2 separate regions of the Mus musculus genome follow, and region 1 is linked to region 2. A link is a contact called in public promoter capture Hi-C data. All regions are on one chromosome and are shown on one strand. The core of a region is the stretch at or near the end of the contact, and the rest is flanking DNA. Distances in the headings are between cores, read along the strand shown. Region 1 holds the start of Ugcg (UDP-glucose ceramide glucosyltransferase). Region 2 has its middle 12 kb from the start of Shoc1.

Evidence for each region. Promoter capture Hi-C pulls out the DNA fragments that hold promoters and counts their contacts.
Region 1: a promoter capture Hi-C map of the HPC-7 cell line shows a contact between it and region 2, with 2.8 times the contacts expected there. The contact joins the promoter of Ugcg here to the enhancer-like site in region 2. A contact is called at or near these places in 5 of 39 promoter capture datasets (the C10 cell line, the HPC-7 cell line, HPC-7-derived erythroid cells and 2 more), 1 of 15 datasets of contacts at CTCF or cohesin (the G1E-ER4 cell line), 11 of 484 Hi-C or Micro-C datasets (CD4 T cells, the G1E-ER4 cell line, the HPC-7 cell line and 3 more), 6 of 115 datasets of contacts at active chromatin or transcription factors (the HPC-7 cell line, the SCID.adh cell line, embryonic fibroblasts and 2 more) and 3 of 9 other capture datasets (adipose tissue, liver and pancreatic islet).

What each region holds. Positions count from the first base shown.
Region 1 is chr4:59,187,750-59,191,144 of GRCm38.p6, forward strand. Ugcg (UDP-glucose ceramide glucosyltransferase) reads left to right here and starts at 1,801. Exons shown (of 9, transcript NM_011673.3): 1 at 1,801-1,992. The coding sequence starts at 1,895.
Region 2 is chr4:59,149,511-59,152,970 of GRCm38.p6, forward strand. No RefSeq gene overlaps it. Among named protein-coding and RNA genes, the nearest start is that of Shoc1, 12 kb to the left of the region's middle. Within about 2 kb of position 1,666, at least 21 of the 459 cell types and tissues checked have an H3K27ac peak or open chromatin away from gene starts, as enhancers often do. A contact at or near this core is called in the G1E-ER4 cell line, the HPC-7 cell line, LSK cells and 1 more, where this site is marked.

The DNA.
Region 1 (3,395 bases), core at 551-3,050, 38 kb after region 2:
AAAAAATGAAAAATGCTACAAAATGCTCAAATTGAGAAATTCATATCCTTGACCAAGTTCAAGGAAGTATTGAGAACACACAGCATTGTTTTGTATATGACTAGCAAACACATTTTAAGAAAAAGAAACCTGGCCTATTATTTTTATTTGTAAGATGTCACTGAGTGTGAGATGCATTTCCATTTTGGATTCTTGAAAATAATGGATTATTGAAAATGTGTTAAGAATGCTTTAAAAGTGGGCCTTAGAATTGATTAATCACAATCGTGGCATTTAAAACCCTGTGCTATTATTTCTATGTATGGATTCCATCCTGCTGTAACTCTATTAACCAGTAACTCTCAACAACTGGAAATTAATTTCGAAGCATGGTTCTTTCCCACTGATTTTTCACCAGTAGAACAAAGGACACTGCAAACCTTAAGGATTTTTTTTTTTTCCTTTTTCTTTTTTCGAGACAGAGTTTCTCTGTGTAGCCCTGGCTGTCCTGGAACTCTGTAGACCAGGCTGGCCTCGAACTCAGAAATCTGCCTGTCTCTGCTTCCCAAGTGCTGGGATTAAAGGTGTATGTCACCACTGCCCGTCATTTTTGGATTATTTTTTAAAAGTAACTTGAATAATAAACAGTTTAAACACAGAACAATTGTAAACAATATAGATGTATCCAGGCTGAAGAAACAAATGGAAACATTTACTACTAGCTTCTCCCAGTTGCGACTTAAAGTTAGAATACTCTTGTTTTTCCACCACAGGGATTCATTGAATTTGCCCAGCCTGGCCTGGAACCTGTGTGTTCAAGTTCAGGTAATTCTCCTGCTTCAGTCCCAGAAGTAACTGGGCTACATACAGGCTTCTCACACAGCCTAGCCTTCATTTCCCCATTTTCAGTATCGTGCACATGCATAATTAAACGTTTTAGTAATAGCAACATTTAACAGCTTTTTAAAAATGGAGTAACGTAATTTAACCCAGTATGACTAAAATCTATCATCCCAGCAAATAATACAAGATTTATGAATGAGATGGTTTGTCAGCGGTGTACTGGCAACACTTAACAGCCTAGCACTGCTCGAACTAGCTACATTTCCATAACTCTCTTGGCTACATCTTAGCCAAATTACACTCAGCTGCCCTAGAGAACGCACAATCTTGCGCGAATTCAGCATCAAGCGATTCTTCCAATTCTGAGTTTGGGGATTCCTTAAATAACACAGTCTCTTGGCTCCTCCGGATTTGGCCAAGATAAAGTGTAGAGGCGGCGCGTGCTGCTTAGAGACAGTGCAGGGGGGGGGGGGACCGCGGGCGCGGGCGGCGGCAGCGGTTGGTAGCTGCCGGGCGGCGAGCACGCGGGGGCAGCTCCACCCGTGGGCGCGCGGGCCGGCACCGAGGCGCGAGGGCGCCGCCCCGGGGGCGGGGGCACGGGCACCGGGCTCCAGAGGGCGGGGCAGGGCGGACCGCATCGTGCCGGGATTCGGACGCCGGCAGAGAGCACGGACCAGAACGCAGAGCCGCGGCGAGCGAAAGGGACGACGGCGACGGCGGCGGCGGCGGCGGCGGCGGCGGCGGCGGCAGCGGCAGCCCAAGGGTCTGGACCACGGGAGCCCGAGCGCGCGGCAACGGCCGCCTAGAGCGCGCAGCGCGGTCAGCCTGCGCTCGCAGCACACCAGCGCGCGCACGCTAAGGGGTGCGCGGTGCCGAGCGCGCGCCGAGTGGCCGGGGGCGCGCAGGCCCTGCCCGCCCCTTCCGTCCTCACGCCCGCCGCCCCGCCGGCCCTTCCTCTCCCACCTTCCACTCGCGGCCCGCGCCCCGCACCCGGCGGCCCCCGCGTCCTCCTCCCGCGGCAGCGCTGTCCGCGGCGGCCGGAGCGGGCCGGGCCGGGCCAGCGGGCCGGGGGATGGCGCTGCTGGACCTGGCCCAGGAGGGAATGGCCTTGTTCGGCTTCGTGCTCTTCGTGGTGCTGTGGCTGATGCATTTCATGTCCATCATCTACACGTGAGTTGGAGGGTCGGGGCCTCGGGGACGAGCTGGACTGGCAGGCGTGTGTGCGGTGGAGGGTAGCGTTTTGCGGGGATAGAGAAAGCTGATCCCCAAACGGCCCCCTAAATCGGTCTCCTTGGGGCGGTGCGACGCGGGGTCCTGGAAAGGGAATCGCGCTGGAGTCGCGACCCGACTCCTGGGTTGCAGGCGACTACCGAGCTCTAGGAGAGGAGCCTGCTTCTCTGTCTGGTGGAGGGTTGTCTACTTGGTTTGATTGTGTAGGAGATTCGTGTGATTTTTCTTCCCATCTGGGCGAGGATGTATGGTGTATTGTGAGGTTTTCCGCTCCCTCCGCGCCGGCCACGTCTCTATTATGGAGATGGTCCTTTACACTCTTCCGGGAGCTGATCACCACCACCCCAGGCTTCCCAGTGGATTACCTCCTTCCTAGAAGAGCTATGTGTTTAGCTAGGTGTGTAGCACCTGCCCGCCTTGAAGAAGGTCCGTCTCCGAGCCAGTGTTATAAAGCATCGAGTCCTGTCAGCGTGGCATTTCAGTATCATGTCTTTATTTATCTTTTTTCCAAGTCTTTATGTATTGGCTTGTTTGGAGTTACATCCTTAATCTGTTTTCCACACACATCTCTTCATTTGGCAGGTACCTCCTAAGGCCTACTAGATACCACCTGGAGTTGGGCTGGGGACATAGGTGAGAAAGCAGGACAAAACTCCTGCCCTCATGAAGCTTACATTCTAGAAGGATGAAACATGATAAAAATCTAAATAAGGTTATTCCCTATAAAGCTCATGACTAAAACAGAACAGAGTGAAGGGGCGGAGAGAGACATGACATAGGTGGCTGAGTTTTGATCCATCAATGAAATGTCTTTAAAATGAAGCCTGTTTAAATGTGTAGAGATGAACTCACTTGGCATTTTAGCCTGAAAGAGGAGGGAGGAAATTTATTTTTATTTATTTATTTATTTATTTTAAACTACCAGATAGGGATAGGCTAGAATAGGCTGTATGTTAATGAAAAACAGGGAAGGACGTTAGGCAGTTACTTTTTTTTTCCACTATAGAAAACATGTGCTTTTCTCCGATTGGTGTGCCATTTCCTGACGCCGAGAAAGACAACACCTGTATAAGATAAGCAGACAGGGTTTTGTGGGGTTTTTTTTGAAAGTGAAAGAAAACATACCCCGTTTGGAATTTAGAAATGTAAGCAGTATTCATTTTAACTACATGGGCTCTTTAAAAAGCAATAGTTATTTTATCAGGAATTTAGACAGTACAGAAAGGAATAAAGAAGATAGTTATAACATACTAAAACGTTACCTTGTTAACCATTTTTGCCTACCTTCCCAATTAGGTATATATATATCAGGCAGAAGAGGAGAGAGGAGATTGTACCATGTC
Region 2 (3,460 bases), core at 416-2,915:
ATGGAAACTTACTTGTTTTCCCCAAAGCAAGTAATGAAGTCTAAACATATTGCCCCAACTCCAAGCGCCTTTCTATCTCAAAGTGTCCAATAAATTCTCTGACATACATGATATAATAAAAATCATAGGACCACTATTTCAGAGGCCCCTTCATATACCTACAATGAAGGAATGCTACACAGAGAGGCTAGAAAGAATCTAAATGTTTCTTAACTCTACCCATTAGCATTACACATTACTCTTCTTATCCAATTATATCACTACATGAATGTTCATACTTCATTGAACCTGTGCACAAAATGACCTACAAAATGCATGAACCTATAAAATGAAACTTATAAAATTATATGAACTAAATGCAAAAGGATTCATACTATATGATTCTAGTAGTATGACATATTTAAAATAATCAAATTTATAAAGGCAGAAAATTCACAGTGGTTACCAGGAGCTGTAGGGGAAGGTATTGGAAAAAATCGAGAGATATTGTTTAATAGGTAATATATGGGAATTTCAGTTTGGGATGATCATATAAATATGATTACTGTTATGAATTATATAGCAATGATATACTTATGTATGGTTTAAAGGGAAGTTTTTGCTTAATTTTATGGTAATTTTTAAGAATCTAGTTTTTAAAAGTTCTGTGTCCACCAAAAAGTAGACAAAAATAAGGCTGGGGAGATAGTTGGTTAAAAAAATTATAAAATATAGATTTCTCCATGAAAGCATTCAGAATAGTTGGGGCTTGTTTTGCTTTGTTTTGTTCTTGTTTTTATTGAGGCAGGTTCTCTGTATGTAGCCTTAGCTGTTGTGAAGCTCATTATGTAGATCAAGGTGGCCTCAGACTTAGGGAATCCACCTGCCTCAGCCTCCCAAATGCTGTGCTTAGCGATGTGCATCACCATGCCCAGCGCCATTCCATATATTGTGGAAGTTACTAGTCTATGAGCAGTTCATCTGGTTCTGTCTAAGCCACCTCATAAAGATGAAAATGATGTTAGTCCATATGATAGCTTCAAAATATGTAAAACTCCTATCACCCAAGCCCTTCCCATTGGAAGCTTTGTCGGTCACCTGGTCTAGGGAATGCCCTCTTCATAATGCCAGGTAACTCTGACTGCCACATTATTTCGTGTAGGAGTCAAAGTTAGGCTTTAAAGATCAGTTTATAAGTTTGAAGTCAGGTGATAATAAAACAACTGAGATCAACCTAGAAACTTCCCTCTCATGATGTAAGACTGCCTAGCTCCCTTGTCTCTGTCCTTTAAGTGCTGAGCAGGCAATTAGCCCATGCCTCGTTTAAAAACAAGGGAGACAAAAGTAGAAATAGTTTTTACACCCCATTGTCCTACAGGAAAGGTATCTCAGCAGTCCTGCCCCAAGCGAAGCACATTGGTTCTGTCTGGGACAGATATTCTGAACCTGAGCTCCATAATGGCCTCAATCATTTGACCATGGCTCAAGGGAATGCAAAATTCAGGAACAGCTAATTAAATCTACACTAGAAACAAACGAGCGATATTCAGATGTTTCTTATTCTACCGAAAATGAACTTATCTTCTCCTGCAGATTTTATGCAAAATCTTGACCACTTCCTGTAGGGAAGTATGTTTCCCTTCAGTGTCCCGTTCTGCTGTATATACTGATGACTTTTGAACCAGACATAAAGCTTGGTAACCCCCTCCCGCAAGGCCTAAAATATTAACTCTTTCTGATCCTAAATGCCTCTAGGATATCTTCCAGAATATGTCTTTCAATATAAAGTCTGAAAACTTGGAGATTTTGAGGAAAAGGCAAATGGTTTTCCAAACTGTTAGAAGTCCTGGAATCTATATTAAGAAATACTTAGGAAAGTCACAACCCACCTGTGAGACAGACTTCAAATGAGGATGGCAGATGGGACAATTTCACCATGACAGACCATTGCTGTCCCTACACCTCTATTCATGGAAAGGTTAATGACCTAAAAGCCTCAGGCAAGCTGAGAAACTCCAAACAGAGAAGTTGACACAGTAGGCAGTTAGAAGCTGGCAACCTTCTGACAGGAAAGTCAACATGTCAGAACCTCCATGGTGTTTACCTGAGGTATTGGGAGAAGATCTGCATATGGTGTTTTACACCCCCAAAGTTCCATTTTCTGCCATTTAACACCCCCCCAAAACAGGCACACCCTTGCCATGCTGTTTCCTCTCCCAAGGAAAGATTGCTGCCCTTCGTTGTTCTAAAAGGGACAATCTGCTTCTCTTGAGCTTGATTTCCTCTTTTAGTCTCACAATCCTCATCAACCGTTTAAATATTTATAAATATTAAATATCATTTATATATAGTACAAATGGAGAACACCAAAAGATATAATAACACTCAAACACCAGATACATAAAATCTAATAAAGGAATGGGAACACAGACCAGTGACAAGCACTGGAGCTGGAAGTTTGGTTTTGAGAGAGGTTGTAAATGTTATGTGTGAGATAGACAAACACACACCCTTGAGCTCTGTGAAGAATGATGGAAGTGTGCTCCTAACTGCTGCTTGGGATCAAAAGTTCTAATGAGCTGTAGGCATAAAGTGCAGTGGGTCCAGGCCCAGGTTATAGCCTTCCAACCAGGAAATGAGCCAGCACACCATATGCTGGCTGTAACTAGACCTTCCCTATTCGTGGTTTGGTTTGGTTTTGGTTTTGGTCTTTTTGAGACATGGTTTCTCTGTGTAGCTCTGGATACCCTGGCACTTGCTCTATAGACCAGGCTGGCCTTGAACTCACAAGAAATCTGCCTGTTTCTGCCTTAAGAGTACTGGGATTAAAGGTGTGCCCCACCACTGCCCAGCAAGTTTCCCTGTCTTTAATGTCATCTGCACCCTACTTCTGTGAGATGGAGTTCTGAAGAAGGGCCTGAGGGTGCATAGTGAATAAATAAAACAGCAAATAGGGAAGGAAGAGTGAGGAGGGCCAGATAGTGTAATAAGTTCCCACTTAAATTCCAAACCATGAACTTACCGTGAATGAATAGAGGTGACAACAACCAAAATAGCACTTCACCCAGAGTAGTTTCCTATGGACAATCAAACCAAAGTGAGGATATTTAAATACATCAAGTAGAACAACTTCCTTTTAAAATATAAGATTATAAAACAGCATAGGTATAAATGGATCTAGAACAAGGGCATATCTAAAATAGACAACTCAAAAATCTGGAAATAAGAAAATACAAAGTAGATATGTTGGCAGTTGCCTCCAACACCAGGACTCAGAAAGCTGAGGCAGGAGGATCACAACTGTAGGCCTGGACCACATAGCCAGACTCTTGCCAAAAGACTAAGAAGTGGTAAAGCACTTTAATCCCAGCACACAGGAGACAGACTCAGGTAGATCTCTGTGAGTTGCAGGCCGGACAGGGCTACAGAACGAGGCCCTATCTCAAAGCCAAACAAAATAAATTAAAAATATAATAACGCA